Regions from separate parts of the Mus musculus genome. Here region 2 is linked to region 1. A link is a contact called in public HiChIP or PLAC-seq data. All regions are on one chromosome and are shown on one strand. Each heading gives the region's core, a stretch centred on a gene start, on an enhancer-like site or on the middle of the called end of the contact. The rest is flanking DNA. Distances are from core to core; before and after follow the strand shown. Region 1 holds the start of Asb13 (ankyrin repeat and SOCS box-containing 13). Region 2 has its middle 37 kb from the start of Asb13.

Region 1 (7,669 bases), core at 3,450-5,949:
CAGTACATTAGACTTGAGAGCTGTACCATTCTGAGTAGCCTTTCTGAAATCACTTGTTGAATAAATTATCAGTTAGATGCTAGCTTCTTGTCCCCTTTTCCCTTTCTGACAACAAGAAGTCAGCCATGATGTGATAAATGCAGGACTTAAAGCTTTGGAGTGGGAGAGAGAATGTTGTCCTGGAGGCCACTCTGGGAACTGATCTGACTCAGCTTCGTCAAAGTGGTTTATACTCATTCATCCTTTAGCCAGTTATACATAACAATTAATTTCTCGTGTCCTTGCTATACCCTGTTATTGCCAAACTTTAACGTTGGTGCCAAGTAGACAGGCATAAAATGGCGTCTCATTGGCCAACCAAACATCATTTCTTTCTCTGAGAATTCCCATTTCTATGTGTTGATTAACAGTGCACAACCTTCCACCCCCACCCACTGCTCTTTTGTCTTTTTCCCTCACTGTTCTGGAGACCTTAGCTTAAGGCAGGGCTCAGACTGATGCTTATCTCATGCCCCCAGGGGCCTTCTTTCTTTTCTTCTAATGATTTATTTATTTTATGCATATGAGTACACTGTAGCTGTCTTCAGATACACTAGAAGAGGGCATCAGATCCCCTTACAGATGGTTGTGAACCACCATGTGGTTGCTGTGGATTGAACTCAGGACCTCTGGAAGAGCAGTCAGTGTTCCTAACCGCTGAGCCATCTCTCTAGCCCTATGCATGCATTCTACCTTTTTACTTGTGTCTTTTGTCCTTCAAAACCTTCTGGTTGTAGTGTAGCTAAAGTAACTAATTATTCCCTCTCTGCCTTTGTATTTGTGTGTCTTTTTTTTTTTTTTTTTTTTTTTTTTTTTTGGTTTTTCGAGACAGGGTTTCTCTGTGTAGCCCTGGCTGTCCTGGAACTCACTTTGTAGACCAGGCTGGCCTCGAACTCAGAAATCTGCCTGCCTCTGCCTCCCAAGTGCTGGGATTAAAGGCATGCTCCACCACGCCTTGTGTATTTGTGTGTCTTATATAAGAAATTTTTATTATGGTGACACAACAATCTTCTATCATTCCATTTTCTTGGAATTTCAGGTTTTTCACACCTGGTTTAACCCACCTGGAACTAATTTTGTGATATAAAATTTTTATCTTTTTTAGTATAGAATGGCATTGAGTTCAGCAGAAGTTGTTGATTGAGTCCTTTTTCTTTACTTGTTAAATGTTTTCTGTTAAATGACAGTTCTTCCATGTGAGTTGACCTATTTCTAGGCCCCTCTCTCCAGCATTCCATGCTATCATACTGTTTCAGCTTCTGTGCCTCAGGGTAAGTTTTGGATTCCAATACGCAACCTAGCCCTTCAAGATATCTCAGTTCTGGGCAAGCTAGTGCATGCCTGTAATCTTTTAAACTTGTGAGGCAAGGAGGGAGTGTGTGTTTGAGATTAGCCTGTCACAACACAGTGATATAGTGCCTCACTGCAGAAAAACAAAATGCCAACTATCCCTCCAAACACCAAACCTTAGTTCCCGATGTGTGGGAGTCTCTCCAATTAGCTGCTATCATCTTTTCAAAGTCTTGCCACAGAGGTATGATTTTGAAAAACGCATAGAAAAATAACGGGTGTGCTGTATTGTTTTAGCTTTCTATATTTGTGACAATACTTGAGAGGACAACTTAAATGGAGAAATTGTTTTGGCTCATGGTTTCAGAGGTTTCAATCCATGGCTTGTTGGCTCCATTCCTCTGGGCACAAGGCAAGACATTCAGGCCATGAGGATACAATGTAGAAGAGGAAGCTATTCACTTCATAGTGGACAGGAAGCACAGAGACAGAAAGTGGCAAGGTCCAGGGCAAGATGGATACCAAGGACAGTTCCAAGTGACTTATGTCTCTAGGTAAGCTCAAGTCCTTGTAGGCAAGTCCAGCCTACGGCCATGGGCTGCATGGGACCAAAATATAAATGTGACCCAACACAAAATAATAAACTTAGATACACCATTATGAATATTTTGAGACTTGATTTCACAGTTCTGGGGCATAAACTCTATATGACCTTGCTATATTTCAGTGTGAAAAGGCTGGACATTTCTTTGGGTTTCTAGCCCTTCTCCAAATAATACCATCAGCTTGGGACCAGGGTTTTAGCACATGAGTATGTGGAATATATTTTATATTCAAATCCTAAAAGTAGTTAATTTAAAAATTCACTAACTTATTCAATAAACGACTGTGCTAAATGAATATTAGATTTTTATTAATATTGTACAGATACTTTAATAGGTTAAAAAGATAATGAGTTTAACATGCAATTAAAGGAGATTAATTAATACAAACATGGATAAATGGGTTACTATTTAGTAAATATTTTGGGAATAATTTCCTTTCAGTTCAGAGAACTCTTAACTTAAATCTTATATTTTCTTTCTTTACAGAATAACAAATTTCAAGTCAGTCATTCCGTCAAAGAATATAATGAAAAAAAAACAGCATAATATCCATATTTTGGTCCTTGATGAATATATTTTGGCTGTTGAAGAAAAAGGACTGTGGTAGTTTGAATATGCCTAGCCCAGGGAGTGGCACTATTTGGAGGTGTGGCCTTGGAGTAGGTGTGGCCTTGGAGTAGGCGTGTCACTGTGGGCTTGGGCTTTAGAACCCTCATCCTAGCTGCCTAGAAGCCAGTCTTCTACTGTTTGCCCTCAAAACAAAATGTTGAACTCTCAGCTCCTCTTGCACCATGCCTGCCTGGATACTGCCATGCTCCCACGTTGATGATAATGGACTGAACCTTTGAACCTGTAAGCCAGCCCCAATTAAATGTTGTCTTTAAGTTGCCTTGGTCATGGTGTCTGTTCTCAGCAGTAAAACCCTATGTAAGACAAGGACCTATTTTAGAGAATGTACTTTTGAATATGTAAACACTTTAAAAAAGGGGGTGGCTGCTCATGCCTTTGATCCCAGCACTCGGGAGGCAGAGGCAGGCGGATTTCTGAGTTTGAGGCCAGCCTGGTCTACAGAGTGAGTTCCAGGACAGCCAGGGCTACACAGAGAAACCCTGTCTCGAAAAACCAAAAAAAAAAAAAAAAAAAAAAAAAAAAGAAAAGAAAATGGAAAAAAAATGATTGCTTAGGAAACCTATAACAAACATTTATATAACACATGTACAATATACATGTATATATTCATATGTGTTCGATATAGCCTATATTCACATTTGCAGAATCCGTGTCAGGAAAGAAATGCTGAAGAAAATACAAACATGCAGACCTACCACACAGACAAGAAGGAATACCGAATCACAGAATCTCACTGCAAATGTGTGAAAATGAAGCCTATTTTTATCTGCCTAAAAACGTAGAAAACTTGCAAAGAAGCATGTGCAAGACCTGAGAGATGGCTCGGTCGTGGGCTTGCTGAGCCATCTGACAGGACCAGAGCTTGGATTCTCAGAGCTCAAGAAAAACTGGGCAATGTAAGCTGTCATTCATAATTCCAGCAGTCTTGCACCGTGATGGGAGGAGGAAGTGGACGGCTCTCTGAGAGCCCACAGGCCTGCCAGGTGCAGCGGTGAATAGGAGACCCCGTCTCAAACAAATCAGAAGGTCCTCAAGGACTAACACGGACTGTATCCTCTGACCTGCAAACACACATGTAGTCACATACACTCACATATACATCAAACAAAGCAAAACCAAAACAAATGCCCCTGCAAAACAAAACAAACAAAAACAAAACCACAAGAGCCAAAATTTGATAAACAAATGGCCAAATAGATACAGATCCTTTTACTAAAAGATTTGGAATTTTATTCCAAGGTTTATTCCAGAAGTTCGGGTTCCCAACAGATACCATTCAAGGTCTCCTAAACCTGTGGTCCAAGGTGCAGATGAAGTTTCCGGCCATCCAAGCATCCTTACCTCAAAGGATGACTTCTAGTGCTATTTCCAGTGATTCTGATGTTATCATGTTCAAGTCACGTTGTATTTCCTCCGTGAGCCTCTGTACTGGTCAAGATGAGAGTGTCTCCCAAGTATCTCACGTTTTTGGTTGACCTGGAACCCCCTGGGAAGACTGGTTTCTCCTTTCTGCTAGGTTGCTCATAGAGCTCCAACTCCTTCTGCTAAACTGGTTAGTGAAACACCTGATTAAAACCATTCACCAAGAAACGTGGTTTTCTTCAATGAATACCAGCTATTTGAAAGTTAAGATTTATTTTGAAAGAAAGAAAGAGAGGGAGGGAGAGAGGAAGGGAGGGAGAGAGAGAGAGAGAGAGAGAGAGAGAGAGAGAGAGAGGAAAGAAAGAAAGAAGTTAGGCATTTTGATCACCATCTTCAGTGAAAACGTTTTCTTCAAAGTTTCAGGCATGAAGAGACTGAATACTTTGCTCAGCGGGATCAGTGTAAACCACAGAAGGCCAGTTTTGGCAGCTAAACACTTTTTGCACATGGGCACGCGTTTGAGGAGCTAAACATTTTGCATACGAACGTATCTTTTAGCTAGGACACCGGGATTTAAGCTTTTCTGCCAAACACAGGAGTTGTTAATGGACGTATATTCACTGGTGTCAACACGGACACATATTTTGCACTCTTCTGATTTGCATGTCACCCTTCAGCAGTGACAGCGGAGTGGGGACGCTCAGGTGGCACGCGGCGGATACAGAAACTACAACTCCCAGCGGTGGCCATGGTAGCAATCAGGCCCCGCCCAGCGGCCTGCGCTCCGGGGTAGGTCTCGGTTTAGGTCCCGGCTCAGGTCCCAGAGCTCTGAGTCACAAGGCCGGTAGACAGGGGAGCCCAGCGGGCGAGCAGCATGGAGCCGCGCGCCGGGGACGGCTGCTTCCTGGGAGATGTGGGTACGTGTTTCGCGCCGCAACCGCCAAGGACACCACACCGGGGCTGGAGTCAGGACCAGGAGATCAGCACTTGGGGACAGAGCAAGCTCATGGGTGGCCTTTGTCCCAGAGATGGGCATCGCGCGCCGTTCCAAGTTGGTGGTCAGAGGCGTTGGGGTGGGGTGTAGTGATTCGAGTAGGGCCCGGACGATCCTGGTCATCTCAGACCGACGTTTAATGTCTGTCGCCCTGTTTCTAGCCGGTGCACTGTGCAGCTGGTCTTCTCTGTGATGCACCAGGTATGGGATTCAGAACCGCCAGTCTACCAGAGCACCGCACACTTTGGGGAGCATGCGGGGTCGTTGCCCAATTCACCCGCAGAGTCTGGAAAGTGTACACTGGTTGGCAGCCTCATCCGGAGCCTACTGCGGTCACTGCACCACGTTTGGTGCAGTGAATTGCTTGCGGGGCTTAAAGCATCCTACACATACCCTGTAGGTTGCAGCAGCTGCAACCAGGGAGTCTGCTCCAGAATGAGGTCATGGCCCAACACTGGGACATACCTGGTGCTGAAGAAGTGTCCTCTGTACCTTTGGGCTGTTTTAATCCATAAAATGAATTTGAAGGCAAAGGAGCATTCTTTGGAGAAGTACATTTTTTTTCTTGTTTACAAAATAATAATATGGTAAATAGAAAGGACAATGACATTGTGCTTCAATAGCTTGAAAATAAATAGAAGAAAGAAAGCCAAAATGTTCCTTTATGTGAGTTAAAAAAAAAGTAATGTAAGCCGGGCATGATGGCGCACGCCTTTAATCCCAGCACATGGGAGGCAGAGGCAGGAGGATTTCTGAGTTCGAGGACAGCCTGGTCTACAAAGTGTGTTCCAGGACAGCCAGGGCTACCCAGAGAAACTCTGTCTCAAAAACCAAAAAAAAAAAGTAATGTAAAGAAAATCGAGTTAATTTAGCTGCAATTTATTATGATTGTAATTACAATCATAACAAGGTAGATAGATCTTTTAATTGATTTCTTCAAAACAAACTCCTTCAGAACAATCAAAGCCTCTTTAATAAGCACCTGTTTTTCTTGGCACCCTTGGCTGGCACAAGACTTTGACCCTGATAGCGTGGTCACTATTTGATTCGTGTGACTAGGCAGTGGATGGCTAACCACAGAAGCCTACTAAGCATACATTTTTTTGTTCAGATAGGGGTTAGTCTGGCATCAGAGCCTGGCATGAGGGCTCTTACCTGTAATCCTAACCCTCAGAAAGTAGAGACAGTGGGGCTGTGAGTTCTAGGCCAACCTAGGCTATATGTCACAATATTTTCTCTAAATATTTTTTAAAAACACCACTCCCAAGTATATTTTCTGCATAGCTTGTGGAGAAATCTTTTTTTTTTTTTTCCTAGACGGGGTTTCTCTGTGTAGCCCTGGCTGTCCTGGAACTCACTCTGTAGACCAGGCTGGCCTCGAACTCATAAATTCGCCTGCCTCTGCCTCCCGAGTGCTGGGATTAAAGGCATGCGCCATCACTGCCCAATGAAAATCATATTCTTGATTAGCGGGTGTTAGGGTTCTTGGCTATTTTTGACACTGTAATTTAAAAAATTTAATATGTGTCCCCAAAAATGTGCCCTGCTGGTATTTGTATTTCTGGCTTAAACTGAAGGTGCTGGATCCAAAACAGTACCACTGTTCCAGTAAAAGTGGAACCCACCACAGGGAACTTTAACTGTAATATTCTGACTTCTAATATTATATTCCTGCTGAATGGTAACCAGAATATTTATGTATAGCACTTTTAGATTACTTTCATTTGCTTATGTAATTTTCTCTCGATTTCATGAGGTCTTTTTTTTTTTTTTTTTTTCCTCGAGACAGGGTTTCTCTGTGTAGCCCTGGCTGTCCTGGAACTCACTTTGTATACCAAGCTGGCCTCGAACTCAGAAATCCGCCTGCCTCTGCCTCTGCCTCCTGAGTGCTGGGATTAAAGGCCTGTGCCACCACACCTTGGCTTCATGAGGTCTTTGGAGAGAAAGGAAAGAAAAGATCTTCCATGTGTTATTAGGAACCCTCTGGCTTTACCATTTTTATCCCTGTGACATGTTCAGTCTTAGCAAGGATTCAGGATGCTTTTCAAGGCTTAGAATGAAACTTTGAATGGTTAGAATGAAAACGTGGGGCTGGTGAGATGGCTCATCGGTTAAGAGCACTGACTGCTCTTCCGAAGGTCCTGAGTTTGAATCCCAGCAACCACATGGTTGCTCACAACCATCTGTAATGAGATCTGACTCCCTCTTCTGGAGTGTCTGAAGACAGCTACAGTGTACTTACATATAATAAATAAATAAATCTTTAAAAAAAAGAAATTGTTTAATAAAAACAGGAATTCAAAGAGAACTTGTTGACAAACAAGCTTGAAAGCATACCGGAGGCCGAAAAAGTTTAAAGAAAATAATAGTCAAGTAATAAACACGTTTATGAACAAAACAGCACGTTAATATCTTTTCTGTAACATGGCCCTGTGAAAAGTCACCTCCTTCACAAGAAAACTAAGGTGGCTGGTTGCCAATGAAGCCTTTTCTCAAGTTCTTCAGAATGAAGAAAATAAGCCAGGCCTGAAAGTTCTTACTGGTAATCTCAGCTAGGTGGCCCAGATACGCTGTGAATTTAAGGCCAGCTCAGGCTACTACCAAGGACCTCTCTCAAAAAGTAAAAAAACAAACAAGAAAAGATACTTGGCTTGAAGCCCAGGCTCGCTGTGTTTTGTGATCGAACTGTGGGAACTAAGGGAGTGTACCCTCACTTAATAAACATACCAGGATGACTAAAGGCAGGGAA
Region 2 (7,669 bases), core at 2,168-4,667, 36 kb after region 1:
TCTCTGCCTTTCCAGTGCTGGAATTCAGTGTGTAATTATAGCCAGATTAGAAAAGGTTTATTTTTTATTACTTTTAGTTGTGTGTATGCATAACTAATATGAGTGTGTCTGTGTGTAGGCATACACATGTGATTAGAGACACAAGCAGTGGCCAGAAGCATTGGTTTCTCATGAGCTAGAATTATAGGTGGTTCTAAGTTGCCTGATATGTGTGCAGGGACTGCAACTCAGGTCCTCTGGAAGAGAGGGATGTTCTCTTAACTGCTGAGCCATCTTTCCAGCCTCCAATTCAGATTTTAGTCCTGCAGGAAATAGGCCAGGGCTGAGCTTCTGGTTCACAGAACCTCTGGGTTCTGATACCTGTTTGGCCTTTCCCTTGCCTGTGCGACTTTAGGGAAATCACTACCTTTGTCTATTGCTAGCCCTTTTCTGTTGGTGTGCCATCAACCTGTCTGAGAAAATATAGTCTGTTCCAAGCCTGTGAGCCGAGAAAGGCCTTCCATTGGAGTCTGTTTTGGGGGATGGTAGTCGGAGATGACATCAGTCAGAGATCTGAAGTTTCCAGAAGTTTTGCTCTAGGGGTCAAGTTGAAGTGGTTGGAAATAAGGGTGGGAGGGTGGCTGAGTTTTGGTAGGGAAAATATTCAGACCAGAACAGACCAGAATAGAGATCTGTCTGGACACAGATTCCACACATTCCTTGTAACAGCACAACAGGCCAACGATACAACAGAAACTCTAGGTGGCTCTGTTCGGGCACCTTCAACCCTTCCCTGGCAGATGAGCAACCTTTCATGTAAAGTGCCTTTTACATGGGCTGGAGTGATGTCTCAGTGTTTAAGAGCCCTGGCTGCTCTTGAAGAATACTTGGGGTCAATTTCCAGCACCCACACAGGGGCTAACAACCTTGTGAAACTCCAGTCCCAGAGTTTCTGACACCACCCTCTTCTGGCTTCCAGGGGCACTACATGCGCATGGTGCACAGACATGCATGCAGGTAAAATATCCCTATGCACAAAATAATAAAATAGAATTTAAAGTGCTTTTTAGGACTCTGTGGATTGTTTTGCGTTTAAGCATCTAGATCTCTCTCTGGGTCCCTGCCTCTGAGCAGTGGTTCAGAGAATCACGGGAACTTTTGACTGGAGACACACAGTCCTAGATCACACCTTCGTCTGGAGTGATTCTGTCAGTCAAGGATGAGGGGTCCAAGAATTTGTATTCTTTTAGCAGAGGTACCCAGAATACTATGGCAATGGGAGGAGGGACTGACTCCTTCTCACTTGTGGGTGTGTTCCCGGCCCTTTGCTCTCTTTTGACTCTGCCTTCTGATTTGAATTTATATCTTAGAATATTGTAATTCTGGAAAAGGGATGTAAAAATAGCAATTCTTTGCAAGCAGTGTTTTCTTGTCTTCTGTTTAGTCTAGGGTGGTGTGCTGGCTGTTCCAGGGCTGTGGTGGAATGCTGCTGGTGACATGTCCCCTAGCTCCGCACAGCCATCCCTGTGCACACAGCTCGGATGATCTTGCTGTCAGTCCTAAGTGTGGGGCTGGTAGGGTGCCTCCAAATGCAGGGTTGACCCAGGATACTCATTTCTTTGGTCCCCATGGGCTCCATAGACTGGAACTGAAATTTTGCTTTTGTATTATTCTAGAAAAGTGAGAAATGAAGGACTCCTGGTGTGTAAAATGTAGTCTGAGCTTAGCACAGTCCAGGATACAAAGTAAGTGCTTCAGATGGTCCCTCATGCATGATACACTCCTAGTCAACACTGACCGTAATGCTCTCTCTAGGTGGTCTTCTTCACTTTCCTGTTATTGCTCCTGAGATTGTATGGTACTCTCTGGCTGCTCATTCTCTTTATCCAAGGCCACTTGTGAAGGTTAGTACTGTCAGCTTGACAGAATCTAGGCTTTCCCAAGAGACAAATCTCCAGGCATAAGTGTTAGAGAGTTGCTAGACTGGGTTAACTGATATGGGAACATCCACTATAAATGTGGGTAGCATGATCCTATGGGACGCCTGGGGACCTGACTGGAATAAAAAGGAGAAATCAAATTGAGCAACAGCATCCATCTCTCTTTACTTCCTGATTGTGGATGTAATGTGACCAGCCATGTCACATTCCTGCAGTCACGCCTCCTGCACCATTGTGGACCGAACCCTTGGACCAGGGACCAAATAAATGTTTCTCTTCTGTAAGTTGCTTTTGTGAATCTTTCTGTTACAGCAATCAGAAAAGTGCCTAGTACATTTTCCTTAAGGCTGGGCACTCCTCGGAGGAATACTGGCCACTTTCCCCAAACCTGTAAATTCTGTTTTCTCCATGTACTCTAAAGAACCAGTCATAACAAGTTTATGGAAACAGGAAAGGGTAGAGTAAGTCAAAACATGCATTTTGGTCTCAAAACAAACCCAGAAACAGATTCACTTCCAAACCATTTCAAGCTATGATGTGGTAAGGCTCAGATGCATGGCTTGTGGGTTCTGCGTCAGTGGGGTCGTTCCCAGCCTTGAAGAAGGGGTCAGTGTTGGGAGTTTACAAAGATGGGGGAATGCAACAGCAGAGGAGATGGTCCCTCATACTGGGGCTGAGAACTTAGTGTTCCCACAGGGCTTCCCACTCTGAGCCAGCCAACAGAGCAGTGCAAACAGCCACCTGGGAGAACAGGGCAGATGGCCTCTCCACTGCGCTGACTGAAAGGCAGTCTTTTCAGGCATACTGCCACACTCCTTCTTTTCCTTGGCCCTCAGGTAACCACAGCCTCTCTTGAGATGGCTTGTTGGTGGCTTTTCCTATTGAGTCTTTGTAGAAGCTCCCCCAGCCTATTTAATTAGTTAGCCCTTTCTTCATAGGCCCCAGGGAGAGTGGGGCCAAGGCCCAGAAACACCCCAAGTCCTGGCTTATTCACATCCTTCTGCATAGAATTGCCCTTTCTTTCCATTTGCCTCTGCAGCCTGCTCTTCTACAGCCAGGGGCATGGTGCTGAGGTTGATGCTGTCTGCTCAAGTGCATGGCCACTGGCTGTACAGTGGAAAGGCAGGCATGAGCTCTTCCTGCAGGAGGAATGACCTGGTGGAGGGTCAGAGGACTCTCTGCTCTCTGACCTGTGAGACCTGGACATGGAACTTATCACTCCCTTCTCAGCACAGGGCTGGGAAGCCCATTAGGTTGAGCAATGGCTCTCCTGAGACCGTGTTTAAGGAAGAAAGAGGTAGAAAGATTCATTCATCCATTGACTCACAAATCCATCCTTTCAGCATTGAGTGGGGGACCTATGTCATTCTAGTCTCTGTAGATTGACAGGAACACTAATCCAAACAGCTGGCTCAAGATAGTATGGGGCTCTGTGCTTGGGGCTGTAGTGGCAGCCCTGAGCTCCAGATCAGCCAGACTGCAAAACTGTGGGGGAAAGAACAGGACTGGAGCCTTGACCCTTGGCCAACTGAGGCTGCAGCTGTTACTGATTACCATGCCTGCCTCATCCCTGGAGGGCTGGCTGCCCTTTCTCCAAAGAGGAAATGCTGATGCCTCCCACAAATTATAGAGAAAAAGTACAAGCTTGTGGTTTCATGGAACCAGCCAAGTCTGCCTCCGAGGCCTGGGCCTTGTGAGCTGGCTCCTTCCACTGCATGTTCAAGGGCCTGGATTGGGAGAACACTATCGAGGATTCAAGCACACGACTTCCTTATCTCCTGTCCTTGTTGAACATGAGCTGCTTTAGAAGGGTCAATGTTCGATTGGCCTCTTCCATACTTGTGATGAGAAATGGGCTACCAGAGACTTTCAGAGCAGGGAGGTCCTTGCCATGTTATTTAACTCTCCTAGCTTCTGTTTATTCTCCAAGGGACTTATAGGATAGCTGTACTTTTGCCTCCAATATTCTTGTGTGTGTGTGTGTGTGTGTGTGTGTACACATTTGTTAGCAAGTACACATGTGCATGTTGAAATAAAACAGATGTCAGCCATCAGTCTTGTTCCTTAGAACTTATTCACCTTCTCCTCTTCCTCCTCTCCCTCCTTCTCTTCCTCCTCCCCTTCTTCCTCTTCCTCCTTCCCTTCCTCCTCTTCCTCCTCTTCCTCCTCTTCTTCCTTCCCTTCCTCCCCCTCTTTCTCCTCCTCCACTTCCTCTTTCTCCTCCCTCTCTTCCTCTTTCTCTTCCACTTCTTCCTCCTCCTCTCTCTCCTCTTCCTCCTTTTTTCTGAGATAGATTCTCACACTGTAACCTGAGTTTGGGGAATCAGACTAGGCTGGCTGGCCAACGAGCCCCAAGGACCATCCTGTTTCCACCTCCTCAGTACTGGGATTACAAGTTCTACACTACCATTCCTGGTTTTTTAATGTAGATTCTGGGGATCAACTTTGGGTTCTCATGATTGTCTGGCAAACATTTCATTGTTTGAGCTATATCCCAGCCCAAACTTCAAAAATTCTTTCAAAGCTTTCATTATTCGATTGAAAGAAAAACAACCAGCATCTAACTAACTTTAGTGGAGCCCTATAACATGCAAAGTGTGGTTCTAAGTCTTTTCCATGGATTAAAATGTTAAATTCTAAGACTATCTCAATGGGCTAGAAATTCTTGTGACCTCCAGATCATGACTAAGGGAATCGAGTTCCAGAGAAGTGCAGAAATGCACGCCAGACACACACTGTTTAAGGCCGACCCTTAGGATTCCCACGGGGACACTAGACCCCAGAACCCACACTTTAATGGAGTCCATCTCCCAGGGAGGGACCAACCATCCAAGGCTGCCGTCTTCCTTTAGAGTGCCACACTGGCTTCCTCTTTAAAGGAGAATTCTGAGTTCTGTCTTGGTGCTACCTGTAGAGTGACAGACAGTATATGAGCTGTCTGGCTGCAGGGCAAGGACCTTTGTTCTTAAGTGTCTTCAAGGTACACTTTTTTATTATTAATTATACCATTTTGATTTATGCCTTGAGAGTTTCATACCTATAGCAACACTTTTTGATCCTATTCACCTCTGTTCCTGCCTCCAACCCCTCCCCACTCACCTTCCACACCCCTCTCCTATTTCTTTCTTTCTTTCTTTCTTTCTTTCTTTCTTTCTTTCTTTGTTTGTTTGTTTGTTTATTTATTTATTTATTTTTAAATAACCCATCACACTTATTTAATGCTGCTTATATATTCACGGGTGTGGAGTCCATCCACTGGAGCATGATTAACACACCAAGGGCCACATCCCCACAGAAACTGGACTCTTCCTCCCTTGGGAACCACCAACTGTCAATAGCTGCCCAGCTAGAGTTAGGGGCTGATGAGCCTGTTTCCTTCCATGCTGAAATGTTGACTAGCTTCATCTTGTGCTGGTCTTGTACAAACGGCCAAAGCTATTGTGAGTTCACGAGCGCAACAATTCTGTCAAGTCTATAGTTCATTGTTTCTCTCCTTAGTCTTCCCAACTTCTGAGTCTTACAACCTGCACCCTTCCTCGATGGTCTGTACAGATGTTCCTCTCAGGGCTGAGCACCCCACAGTCACATATTTCCCATACTTTGAGGTACTTGTTTGACTGTTTTGAATGTCTCTTACTTACATGCTGCCTCTGGAATGCCCTTTACAGGGTGAATCCTTCTGCCTGTTTTAGTTTTTTTTATTTTTTTTTTTTAAAGATTTATTTATTATTATAATTAAGTACACTGTAACTGTCTTCGGACGCACCAGAAAAGGGCGTCAGATCTCGTTACGGATGGTTGTGAGCCACCATGTGGTTGCTGGGAATTGAACTTAGGACTTTGGAAGAGCAGTCAGTGCTCTTAACCACTGAGCCATCTCTCCCAGCCCCGTGTTTTAGTTTTTAAAAACAGGATCTTACTACAGTGTCCTGGCTGACCTGGAACTTAACCATGGTAGACCAGATTAGCATTGAATTCACAGAGATTCACTTTTCTCTGATTCAGAAAGTTGGGATTAAAGGTGTGACCACCATGCCTGGCTGAATCTTCCTGCTGTTGATTTTTTCCAAGCTCCGTTGACATCTTGCTCAGAACTCTTGGTTCTGAATAGCAATGCCAATGTCTTTGTGTAGTATTGAAGGCCCTGTCTGTCTGCCCATGTTTTCCAACCCTTCTGCTGCTATCTATTTTGGTTTATTTCTTAGAGTTTCATATAGGTAGCAATGCATTTTGATCATATTCACACCCCCAATCCTGCCTCTAACTCCTCCCCATTCATTTCTCATTTCCCTCTCCAACTAATGTCTTAAATAACACACTGAGCCTAATTAATGCACGGGAAAGCCAATGTTCCATGGCCTTGCCTCCAGTAGCTGGCTTTTTCCATTTGGCTGAGACATCTGTAACCCTCTGTTTCTTCTACAATTTACACATCCATTCTCGTCCTCCTGCTCCAGTGGCTCCTTCAGCTGGTGAACCTTCTTAAGTCTTTTCCTATTCCCAGACAGGGATGGATATCTCATAGGCGAGAGACTAGAAACAAGGGCTGAAAAGGGATTTATCTTCTAATATCAAGAAGAATCCACGTGAGAGGTGGAATTGGAGCCCAGTCCTATGGTGTCTGGGGTAGAGTTGTTTAAGGAGCCCCTTGGGGTTCCCCATCAACAGCCACCTGAGTGCAATGAGAAACCATTAAATGGAAACCCCACATAGCTAAAGGTCAACAAAAGATCCAGAAAGCCCGAGTTACTCTACTCCCAGTAGCACATTTCCTACAAAGAAACCCACTGTCTTCTCCTTCCTTAGATCCCTACATCCAGACAGATAGAGGGACTGCATGAGGGTAGAAAAAGAAACCTATCCATGCATCCTCAGTTACCCAGGCATCCTTTATTGAAGTTATCTGAAGGATTAAATGATTGGTTGGGGACCACACGTTTAAAAACTCTGCTCATGTACTCAGACCTGCATCTAGTCCTGAGGGGAGAAACAGCATGGAAAGGCCAGAGGCCAAGTAAATGGAAATTTGGCAGGCTGCGGCAGGCTGCTGTTGGTGGCTGTAGCCAGACAGGAAAATTGAGATGGTGTGAGCAGAAATGCGCTGGAGGGCTAAGGCTTTTCTAAGAAGTGATGGAAGGATCCTTTTCCATGGGACTGGGGGGCCTCTGCAGACATGATCTCATTACTCTCCCCATGGTCCCCCTGCCACTGAAAGTCAGGGGTCTGGGCCAGTCTAGAGCTCAAATTTAGCTCATTTTCCTAACAAGGACTCTCCCTGACAGCGAAGGGATTAGACAGTCTCTCAACTCCAATCCATGACAACTCACCACAGCAGGCTCCTCAAACTCTAAAACATTTGAATTCCTGCGCGCGCGCACACACACACACACACACACACACACACACACACACACACACACACACAAGGGCTGTGGGAGGTGGGGAGAGGGGCAGCTGTTCAAAGAAAATTGTTTCATTGAACAATTGAAGGATTGCCTAGCTTACCTTGCTTTGGCAAAGGAGATGCTAGCCACTCAGTGAGGCAGTCATCATTAGACACACCTTCAGAGCTCTCTCTATCCCTCTCTCTCCAGAGGCATTCTTGTCCACTCTCTGTGTGGTATAAGCCGACTGACCAATTCCAAAGGCATTCCTGCCCTCCATCTTAGTCTTTCAAACACATACCCCATACATTGTCATAAGCAAAGCATGCTCAGAAGGGTATCCATTGTCTTTTTCTTCTTAAACCA

What was found. HiChIP or PLAC-seq counts read pairs in DNA pulled down with a chosen protein or histone mark.
Region 2: a contact with region 1 is called in an HNF4G HiChIP or PLAC-seq map of pancreatic cancer cells. The contact joins the enhancer-like site here to the promoter of Asb13 in region 1. A contact is called at or near these places in 1 of 39 promoter capture datasets (macrophages), 2 of 15 datasets of contacts at CTCF or cohesin (CD8 T cells and the NIH/3T3 cell line), 3 of 115 datasets of contacts at active chromatin or transcription factors (embryonic stem cells, forebrain and pancreatic cancer cells) and 2 of 9 other capture datasets (adipose tissue and pancreatic islet).

The regions. Positions count from the first base shown.
Region 1 is chr13:3,629,333-3,637,001 of GRCm38.p6, forward strand. Asb13 (ankyrin repeat and SOCS box-containing 13) reads left to right here and starts at 4,700. Exons shown (of 6, transcript NM_178283.4): 1 at 4,700-4,843. The coding sequence starts at 4,801.
Region 2 is chr13:3,666,779-3,674,447 of GRCm38.p6, forward strand. No RefSeq gene overlaps it. Among named protein-coding and RNA genes, the nearest start is that of Asb13, 37 kb to the left of the region's middle. Within about 2 kb of position 3,418, at least 64 of the 459 cell types and tissues checked have an H3K27ac peak or open chromatin away from gene starts, as enhancers often do. A contact at or near this core is called in the NIH/3T3 cell line, adipose tissue and pancreatic cancer cells, where this site is marked.